Linked DNA regions of Mus musculus: region 2 is linked to region 1. The links are chromatin contacts, called in public Hi-C maps. All regions are on one chromosome and are shown on one strand. The core of a region is the stretch at or near the end of the contact, and the rest is flanking DNA. Distances in the headings are between cores, read along the strand shown.

What was found. Hi-C and Micro-C count contacts between places; a contact is called where the count stands out from the background.
Region 2: a Hi-C map of liver shows a contact between it and region 1, with 2.8 times the contacts expected there. The contact joins two enhancer-like sites. A contact is called at or near these places in 2 of 484 Hi-C or Micro-C datasets (both in liver), 1 of 115 datasets of contacts at active chromatin or transcription factors (VIP interneurons) and 1 of 9 other capture datasets (adipose tissue).

The regions. Positions count from the first base shown.
Region 1 is chr12:30,197,975-30,202,734 of GRCm38.p6, reverse strand. It overlaps Sntg2 (syntrophin, gamma 2), which reads left to right. Exons shown (of 17, transcript NM_172951.3): 15 at 1,368-1,460. Among named protein-coding and RNA genes, the nearest start is that of Gm32084, 55 kb to the right of the region's middle. Within about 2 kb of position 2,799, at least 6 of the 459 cell types and tissues checked have an H3K27ac peak or open chromatin away from gene starts, as enhancers often do. A contact at or near this core is called in liver, where this site is marked.
Region 2 is chr12:30,333,896-30,338,655 of GRCm38.p6, reverse strand. All of the region lies in intron 1 of Sntg2 (syntrophin, gamma 2), which reads left to right. Among named protein-coding and RNA genes, the nearest start is that of Sntg2, 37 kb to the left of the region's middle. Within about 2 kb of position 2,130, at least 4 of the 459 cell types and tissues checked have an H3K27ac peak or open chromatin away from gene starts, as enhancers often do. A contact at or near this core is called in liver, where this site is marked.

The DNA.
Region 1 (4,760 bases), core at 1,550-4,049:
TCTGCACAAACCTTCCGTGTCTCTCCCCTGTCCTTCCTGAGACCCCGAGGGGCTGGGGAAACATATGAGCTTGTAACATTCTACAACAGTGTTTGCCTACCCTCCAAAGAGCAGGCTGTATCCCCAGGGGTTCACAGCTCTACTCTTCTCATGACATCAGAGCTTGGGATACAAGAAGGCAGTGGTCCCCTAGAAATGTTTTCTCCCAGTTTATAATCGCTACATTTACATTCTAGACATGTAGTGAGTCCTAAAAACTATGAGAACGTAAATTGCCATGGACTTGCAAAAGGAAGCCCAGCACTTCTTCTGCTCTGAGTCAAGTTAGGGAAGGTGAGCTAAGAGAAGAGCTGGAGCCCTTATTAGAACTTCCATTTCCTACCAGCATCAAAACACTGATAGCCTGAAGAGGGGGCAGTGGGCAGCTGCTGTGTGCATGGTTTCAAGAAGCAGATATGAATACATGGCAGTACTGGGAAGCTGAGTGAAGCCTAAAAGAGACGAAGGGTTGTAAAGCTATGTCGGACAGGGTCCTTTCTTTGTGGGCCTGCTCTCTGTGCCCATTGTAAGAGGTGAAGGAGAGAATGGAGCCAAGATGTAGTGACAACCTCCCCAGGGATCCCTGGTATGGTTTAATGATATTCAAGGCATCTGTCTTGTTACTAGGATGAGAATATAATAGAGTAGATCTAAGCGGCAGAGTCAGTAACTGTGCAGAGGATGCCCAGGGCACCCTGGGTAGAGGGATAAGAAGCAGTGCAGACGTGAGATGGGCTCCTCCTGACTTCCCAGTGTTGAGTACATATGTCAGAGAGTCAGAAAACCAAGTCCTGCCCCATCATCGTCCCTAAGCAAGACCTTCATCTCTATCCCGTGAAAAGCACCCCGATTTCTCCCACAGAAATGATGGCATCAGGTCATCTGTAGACTGGGGTAACTTTACCTACAAACTGAAGTTGACAAAAAACAACTTCACCAGTTTTAGGACTGTTCCTTTCTACATGCCCTATATACGCCATAGACTACCGTGAAACACTTGAAGCACGTAGATGTCCAGTGAGTGTTTTTAAAAGAACAACGAAGAACAAATATTTGTTGGAATGTTTCAATGATTTGGTTTTGTTTAGCTGATGCCTTTAAAGACATCCTTTGTCTGTCTAAAAACGAAAGCAAGGAAGATCCCAGTGCCTACATGTGTCTCTGCAGTTCCCTGCAACCCCCAAACCTGCCTTTTTATTCTACATAGTTGCTGAGTTCAGACTGAAAACAGTGTCCTTTGGCTAAAAGTAGCTAATGTGCCAACTGCCTTGCTATGGCTAACCAGAACTATCACAGAGCTCTCACTCAAAATTAATACTCTTTTCTAGTCCAAAACATATCTGTGCAGCTGGCAAGGGGAGACGCTGTGCTTCACGGTGGATTTTGCTCTGGGATTCACCTGCTTTGACGGTAAGACAAAGGTAAGATGCAGGGAATGCCTGCGGCTCTGTGCCTGTTCCTTTGCAGCTATTCAGATATGTGTGAGAGTAGGCAGCACCCACCAGCTGTGCTGGAAATGAAGGTCTGCCTATATGATCTGCCTTCCTGCTTGCTAGTTTGGGGTCTCTGGGTGTTTACAAGCCCTAGAACCCACACAGCAAAATGTCCAGTGAAATGGTGCTTGGCAGCTATGATTCAGAGACAGACAGACGGGGAGGGAAGGAGAAAGAGGAAAACACAGGATGGGTTTTCATAATCTCCTTGAAGAGAAAAAAACCTACAACACTAGAACAGAATGAAAAGAACCGTAGTTTCAAACCTGAGTGGTTTTGGGGAGAGTACACTCCGCACGTTGGTAGAATGCATCCAGGAATGAAATGCTGTCCTGGATTCCAGCTGTATTGATTATGCCGCCTGTGTGAGCAGTAGAAATCACTGGATTATTTCCATCATCATCTGAGGGTTCTCCAAATTACATAAGTGTTAGGAAATCCTTTGCCAATGTGAAGAGCCAATGCTCTTTCACATAATATTTATAAAGACCTACTTTGCTAATTACAAATGAGTGATGTTTGTGCCTGTGGGGAATGCTGCTGTGAACGCGGGACGCCAGTAGATTTAGTTTAGAGATCTCATTGGCTTTTATTAGCAAGGACAAAGCATAAAAGCCTACAGCAGACCCACAGAGCAGAAGAGTGGTCTCTGTGGGTGGCTTGAGCAGGATCAAGGGACCCTGTATTACAGAACCCCATGGCTCTCACAGGAAACAGCTTCCTGTGGTTTCTCTTGCAGAATAGAGCAGAAAGGGTGTCCCTATTGTCCATTCGGGCTAGCTTGGTTCCCTTCAGATCAGCTGCTGCTGATCAGCACTTAGGAAGCCCTGACCTGTTGGAGTTTCACTTGTTGTATAAAGCTTCAGTTTGATGATGTGTCGTTGGACATGGATGATGGCAATGTGGTCTGGTCTTTGGGGCCTCAGGCTTGAGCTCATTCATACACATGGATTCTACTGGGTCATATCTGAATTTCTGTTACTAAGCATACGAACATTTCTAGAAACCTGCTTTCCACATACCTTGTGCCAGCTCAGCTTTGGCCTCCCTTCGTTCCAGAGCCCACAATGAAGAAGTGAAGGCTCATCAAAGGCTTCTAAAAATGAGCAGTCTTTTTCTCATAGCTGTTTCCAAACTGCCATATCTGAGCCTCTTAGGCTATGCTCTTTTGTGACCCAGTCTCTCAACCAGTTGATAAGTACTCCCAGACAGCAACTTTGTCTAGAACTCTTCCCTGTGCCCTTCCTTTTTCCAGAACAAAGATCTCAGCCAGGACAAGTCTGCCCTCTAGGGGACATATGGAGATAACTGAAGACGGTTTTTCCTCACTAGTACCTGGAAGGGTAGGGTACTCTGCCACTTCGGGATGTCCATTATGGGGGCCCAAATTGCTGCTTAGCACCTGCCATGAACAGGATAGAGCATTATACAGAATATTCAAGCAGCCTGTGTTCAGAGGTAGAGAAATCCTGAGACAGAAAAGGAACCTGCTTTTGTCCCTGGTACCTGAAAACTCACTACAAACATTGTCACTTCACTTCCTCAAAGTGAAATTATCATGATGTTTTCCCCATGGACTCACATGATGATTGTAGTAATAATAAAATGCAGTTGCATAAAATAATGTAATATCAAGGATGGATTTCAATTCTGTATCCAGCATCGAAGGCCATTCATGCTGTAGCACAGGGTCGGTGAGCAAATGACTTCTTGATCCTTGTCAAGAGTCCTTACCTTCTGTGACCATGGTACTCACACAGATCAATACAGAACCCACACTTGCTACTAATTTGATCCAGACTCCAGACCTGAATGCTCTTGCCAAGTGTGTCCTTCTGGGATGCATATGGTGTTACAGCATCTACCGTGGAGGAAGAAGTGCAGAACTTCTACGTAGTTTCTGCTTCTTCATCTCTGACACGCAGTCTTGCACTTCAGGACACCAAATCTAAGACCTTTAGGATTCCACCTTAAGGGCAGGTTTGCATGGTCTATCTCCACACAGTCCTCAGGATTCTATGTGTGTCTTTGGTGCTGCACTTGGCAATATCCCGGAATAGATCCTGGTCAAGGCCCTAACCTAGGAAGAGCAAAGCACAGCACAGCACTGCCTGCTAGAGATTCCACTGCCGGTCTACTTGTGCTTCTGTCTCTGGCTTACTCATGGTCAGCCAGTCTTCCTGTCACTCCAGGGACTAGAACAGTACACATAAGAGTCTTCAAGAGGCCATATGTGAGAATCTTAGCATGTCTACCCACTGACTCGTGTGCAGCCAGGGGCAGCAACACTGCAAGGGAAGAGCTTGATATGAACTCCGGTTCCTAATGACATGGAAGTGGGGTCTAGTGTTCTGGAGCTCCCTTCCTGTTTCTGTAGGATCTGGGGGAAGTTCTGAGCTGGTCTGCACAGGCTACAAGCAACATGTTTGACCTCACAGTTGCATGGCCCCTTGCTCTTGTGTGAGGGTTGAACCCACAGTACACAATATCAACTAAGTCGTGCATCAGCCATCTTCCTTTGAAACCCCTTCCTGCTCCCTTGTCCTCTTTTTTACCAGGCAATGTCCTTACTTCCCATGGTAGGTCTCAAATGGGGCTCTGACGACAGGTCTTAACATTTAATCTAGCATCTTTCCCTGAAAATTAGCCTTTCAAAGGTTTTAAATGGTATCATTTGTTTCATAATGTGGCACATGACTGCTATGAGCCCTTGGGGACTGGACTCCCTGGTGACAGACTATCTAATCAGTCTGAACCTTGACCATTAAACATTAGAATTCATGTCAAGCCAGTTACTGCCTCCTTGGGCTAGACAAAGTAGGCTGCCTCTTACTCAAAATACCATGGATAAGGATGGGGTCAGAGATAGCTCAGTCAATACAGTGCTGACCTTGCAAGCATGGGGTCCAGCCCCAGAACCCACCTAAGGAATCCAGAGGAGGTAAAGACAGGTCAATCCTGGGAGCTTATTGGCAACCAGCCTTACCTATTGAGTAAGTTCCAACCTAATGGCAGGCCTGTCTCAAAGAAAAAAAAAAGTGGGTGGTACCTGAGAAACAACTGAGGTTAACCATCTGGCTTCCACATGCATGCCTACATACAGAGAATGAGAGAGAGAGACAGAGACAGAGAGACAGAGACAGAGAAACAAAGACAGAGACGAGAGAGACAGAGAGAGAATGTGATAAGGAGACCCTTTGAAGGCACAGTGTTGAACCAGTCCATTTG
Region 2 (4,760 bases), core at 881-3,380, 140 kb before region 1:
TTTTACTTTACATGTTAAGATGCAGCCAGACAATTTAAAAGGTTTTGTTTTTTTGTTAGAGTCAGGGTCACAGCTCAATGGTACAGTACTTCTCTAATGTATGCATGGCTCTGGGGTCTACCAGGAGCAATGCAAAAATATATCAAAGAAAACTGAAGAATTCTATCTGTTTTCCTCCTGGACTGTGTCATCAGATGCAAAGTGGCTGGCTCCACATCACTGCTCTGGATTGAGATCATGATAGTTTGCCCCTGGACTTCTTCTCCTAGTGATGGGGAGGGCCCTTGGTATACCTCTGCTCCTGTTCCCCTGCCATAGAAAAACATGTAGACATGAACAGCTGGATGGCATCATGGTTTCCAAGGCATGTGTGGACAGATGTTGTCTTCCTAAGACTAGAGAAATTAAAAGGGCCTTGCTATTTTCTTCCCAAGGAATCCAGCACAGCACTAATGGCAGTATTTTGTAAAAGTACAAGAACACAGTTTTTATAGAAAATGGGTAATGGGTCATTCTTAGAAGAACATTAAGTTCTCCTGATCTGAGCATCTTTCTGTCCTCTCCTCCCATTTGTCTTGGCCGCCAGAGCTCCTGCAGCCTGCATAGGGCTGAGCACTGACCATTGTCTCTAGTCTCTGGAAATTTTCTGCATTGACATGACTTAAACCTACACAGTCAGTGGTCTTCAGTCAGACACAAAACTGCTGGTGAACTTAGCTGTTTGCTTCTCTCTGAAACAATGACCATGAGACCAGCTGCAGCTCTGCTCTATATCCTCCTTGACAGGCAAGCAGTACAGGAGAAAATGCTCTCTAGTTTTAGAGGGTCAAGAGAGGTACACAGAATAGCTATAGGTGAGAGACAGCTGTAGGCTCTACACAGGTCGCTCCTTAGAACAGGCATTGCTTTGGTCTGAGAAGGTAGAAGGGTGAATAGTACTGGCTTTGTAGGTCTCTATGGAAACAGAGGAAGAGAGGGGGAAGGAAGGTTAGGGGAAGGAAGAGAGGGGAGAGAGAGAGAGAGAATAATACTTTAGAAAGTAAACAGAAGAAAATGCATCTCTGAAGTATTTTAATAATAATAAGTGAGAAAATAGAAATATTTCAATAGATACAGTGTGATATCTGGATTATTGTCTATTTTCTCCATGAAGGTATAGTTTACATAGATGTCTAACAAAAAACGCAAAGGCTGTTTAAACTGAAAAGTTAAATCTGGTTTTATACCAAAAAAGATAAGAATATACAGCCCAAGCATCTCTGAGCAGTAAAGTAACCCGAGAACCTTCACTCGCGCTGGCCAGTGATGCCATCATCAAACGCTGCATTGTCAGGGACTAGGGAGCACAGCACAGTGTCAGCTAATCTTCCAGGCAAAAGCAACAAAGGCTAATCCGTTATGGGGCAGATTTGATATTTTGCTTTGCTTCACGCTCAGAGAATTTAAAATGTGTTTCTTAAACCCAGGCCAAAAGAAATACATCAATTTAATATGACTCTGGAGAAGCAAGCAGCTCATAATTATCATTGGACCAGTCTTTCTAAACTTGTGTGCAGTATTGGAGGCAGATGCACACACACTGCTTTACCTGGAAGCTACATCAGTCAGAGTGGGTCTTGTAAAGTATCGCAAGCCTTCCCAGTAGATCCCTTTGCAGTGTACAGGGTTACTACCACCTACTCTGCTCAGCCGCTGCCTACACACTCCCTGGTGGTACTCCTCCTGGGAGAGGTTGATCCATCTAAACTCATGGCACAGCATTAGTTGAGGGGCTGAACCACCTCTGTTGTCCCCCTTCGTGTAGGGTATCCAGAGCAGCTCCAAAGCTTCCCTTTGTCTAACAACTTCAGATATATCGTTGGTCTCCTCTGCATCTGCTTGTATCTGTGTCTCCTTTTCTCAGAAAATACTTCTGGTTTTTTGGGATCCCAGAGCAAGTAAATCCAGAATTGTATTCCCTCCACGTCTCTTTTTAAAGCATTACCACGGCATTAAGAAATTCCACATTACTGGGTACTGGCTTGTTGCTTCTGGGGTACATCTTTGCCCACTTCTCATCAGGACTGCAGCTTCCCCATCCTGGTGTTCTAACAGTGCAGTATTCCAGGTACGCTGTCCCTGGGGCATAGCTAAGCTTGGATAAGAGCCCTGCCAAGAGGCAGTCACAACCAAGTGTTAGTTAATAATTTATGTGATTACAAGGGCACAAATTTCAGATTTCTACTGCATTCGAGCTGCACAACCACCACTAGAATTAAAACAGTTTCATCCTACAAAGAAACCTCCTCCAGCTAGAAGTCATTCCCCCTCATCCTGTAACATGTTGACTTGCTTGTAGATGACTTAGAACGCAGCCCTGGGAATGGTATCTTTCTACCCTGATTGGTTTTTGCTTTTGTTTTTGTTTTTTTTTTTTTGAATATTTTCAGGGTCCACCTTTAACTTAATATATATATCACTTCATTATTTTTATAGCAAAGCAGTGTTTAATTGTATCATTTCACCATGTTTTGTTTTCCATGTCTATTTCCTTATCCACTACTTGATGGATATTCGGGTTGTTTTCACCTGAGGGCCACTGTAATGGAAAGCAAATGGAGCCTTACAGTGGTTTGATCTCACATGCACCCAGTGATGTTGCTGAACATCTTCATGGGGTTTGGTTGTCTCCTCAAGTGGATTTTCCTAATTTATTTTTCTTTTTAAAAACTGTCACTGAATTTTGAGTTATAGAACATCCTTAGTATATATTATTTTGAATTTGCTAGTCAGGTTCGTGGGTTCTCTTTCACTGTTTTCAGTGTGGTCCTATGTAGATTTTGCTTTTCTCTTTATATGTGGTTTCTATGCTTTGTAACTTCTAAGAAAGTAATGTCAGATCTTTGCTCTCAAGTCTTCTTATCAAATATATATGCACTCTGTGATGGCTAATCTTGGTAGTCAACTTGACCATATATGGAATCAACTAAAACCAAGCAGGTGGACATGTTCTTGGTTGGATCATTTGAAATGGAAAGACCCACCCTAAATCTGGGTCATACCTTCTGGTGACAGCCCAAATAAAAGGACAGGGAAGACAGAGAGCTTTACCTTTTAGTGTGTTCACTCTCACTGGCAAGTTCACCTATCCTGTGGCTGAGGCATTCCCTCACTGGTGTGAGAACCGACTTCTTCAATATTCTAATGAAGATTGAAGACCAGATGGGAGACATCCAACCTTGTAGATTGAACAACTACTGGAATCTTTGCCTTTCTAGTGGGAGGCAGCCATTGTTGGAGTAGTATGGCAATAGCCTGATTAGCAACTCTAATACATACACTTATTCATTCTAACAATTCTACTTCTCTAGAGCGTCCTGACTAAGCACACTGCCTTTACCCTTAGTCTTCAAATTATCTTGAACTAATCTCAGCATATGATAAAATGTAGGATGCATGTACATTAGTAGCATGTGTGTCCATTTATCCCGGTGCCTTTCTTCTCTGCCTTTATTTATTATATTTTATTCAGGACCTCACTATGTAGCCCAGGTTAGTATCTTCCTCCTGCCTCAGCCTCCTAAGAAGTTGAATTATAATCAAAAACCACTGTGATTATAATAACCATCTTTGCCCCATTTACTGAAGGCAAGGTACTCTCAAGGCCCTGGTTTCTGGGTTCTCTATTTCTAATTAAGCCATCTAGTTACTGGTGCTTATGCCTGAACCATGCCCCATCAAAGGACTTTCCCATGCACCATTGTAGTGTTCTGAAGTTGACAACTGTGATTTTCTATTTTTGCTCCTGTTTCCAAAATCTTATTAAATGTTCTAGAATTCTTGATTTTCCAAATACAACTGAGAATGGATTTGTCAATTTCTGCCTCAAAAAAAAATGAGTCTGAATAGTTTTAAAGGTTGGGTCAAATATTTAGATAAGTTTTGAGGCTTGCTGCCAGGTTAGCAATCTTACTGATCAGTAAACTTGAATTGAACTTGGGACAGCTAGTCATGGAAAAGAATTTCAGTTCCAGAATGGCTGAGTCTGCATGCAAAGCAAAGCTGCTGAGGCTGTAGGATGGGGTGAGGCACATGAATGGTATTACCGTATTGACTGGGGACATGTGTGGACAGGAGTACTGCACGGACAGGGGGTTCATTCTGCAGACTCAGTGTAGGGAGGATACTATATGGACTGGAGGATGCTGCATAGACTAGACACTGCCATGCACACAGGAAGGTATTACCTATATTGGGGAATGCTGTGTATTCTAGGGAGCACTGCTGGATTGGGGAAGCCCCTCTTGAAGCAAAGTTCTATTTGTTCTGCCTCTGGTCCTATTAATTCCTGTATAATGAGCAGCTTTTACTATTGTCCCTTATAATATGGTAATCTGGCATTCTAAATTAATTCAACATATATAAGAAAGATCTTAACAATTAGCCAAGAAGACTTATACTCTAAAGAATTCATTCAACCATAAAGTATGATTAGTTTCACCATTGTTTTGACACATGGCAGTTCAAGTTCAACCTTGTTACAGGTTTGCAGGATGTTCAAATGGATGTTGATGAGCCTGTTAAATCCAGTAACTGAAGCTGTTATTTCTTTTTAAAGCATTAGAAGCTCGTGTCTAATTTAATTTTACAGTCAAGCGTGACATCTGTGACACAGATGCATTTGGGAAACGTTGGTGTCTTACATTTATTCCTTACCCTGTTTCTACCTGCAGTTTATTCTTCCCAAATGACCCATATTTAATGTTTGTAGCTCTTCCAAA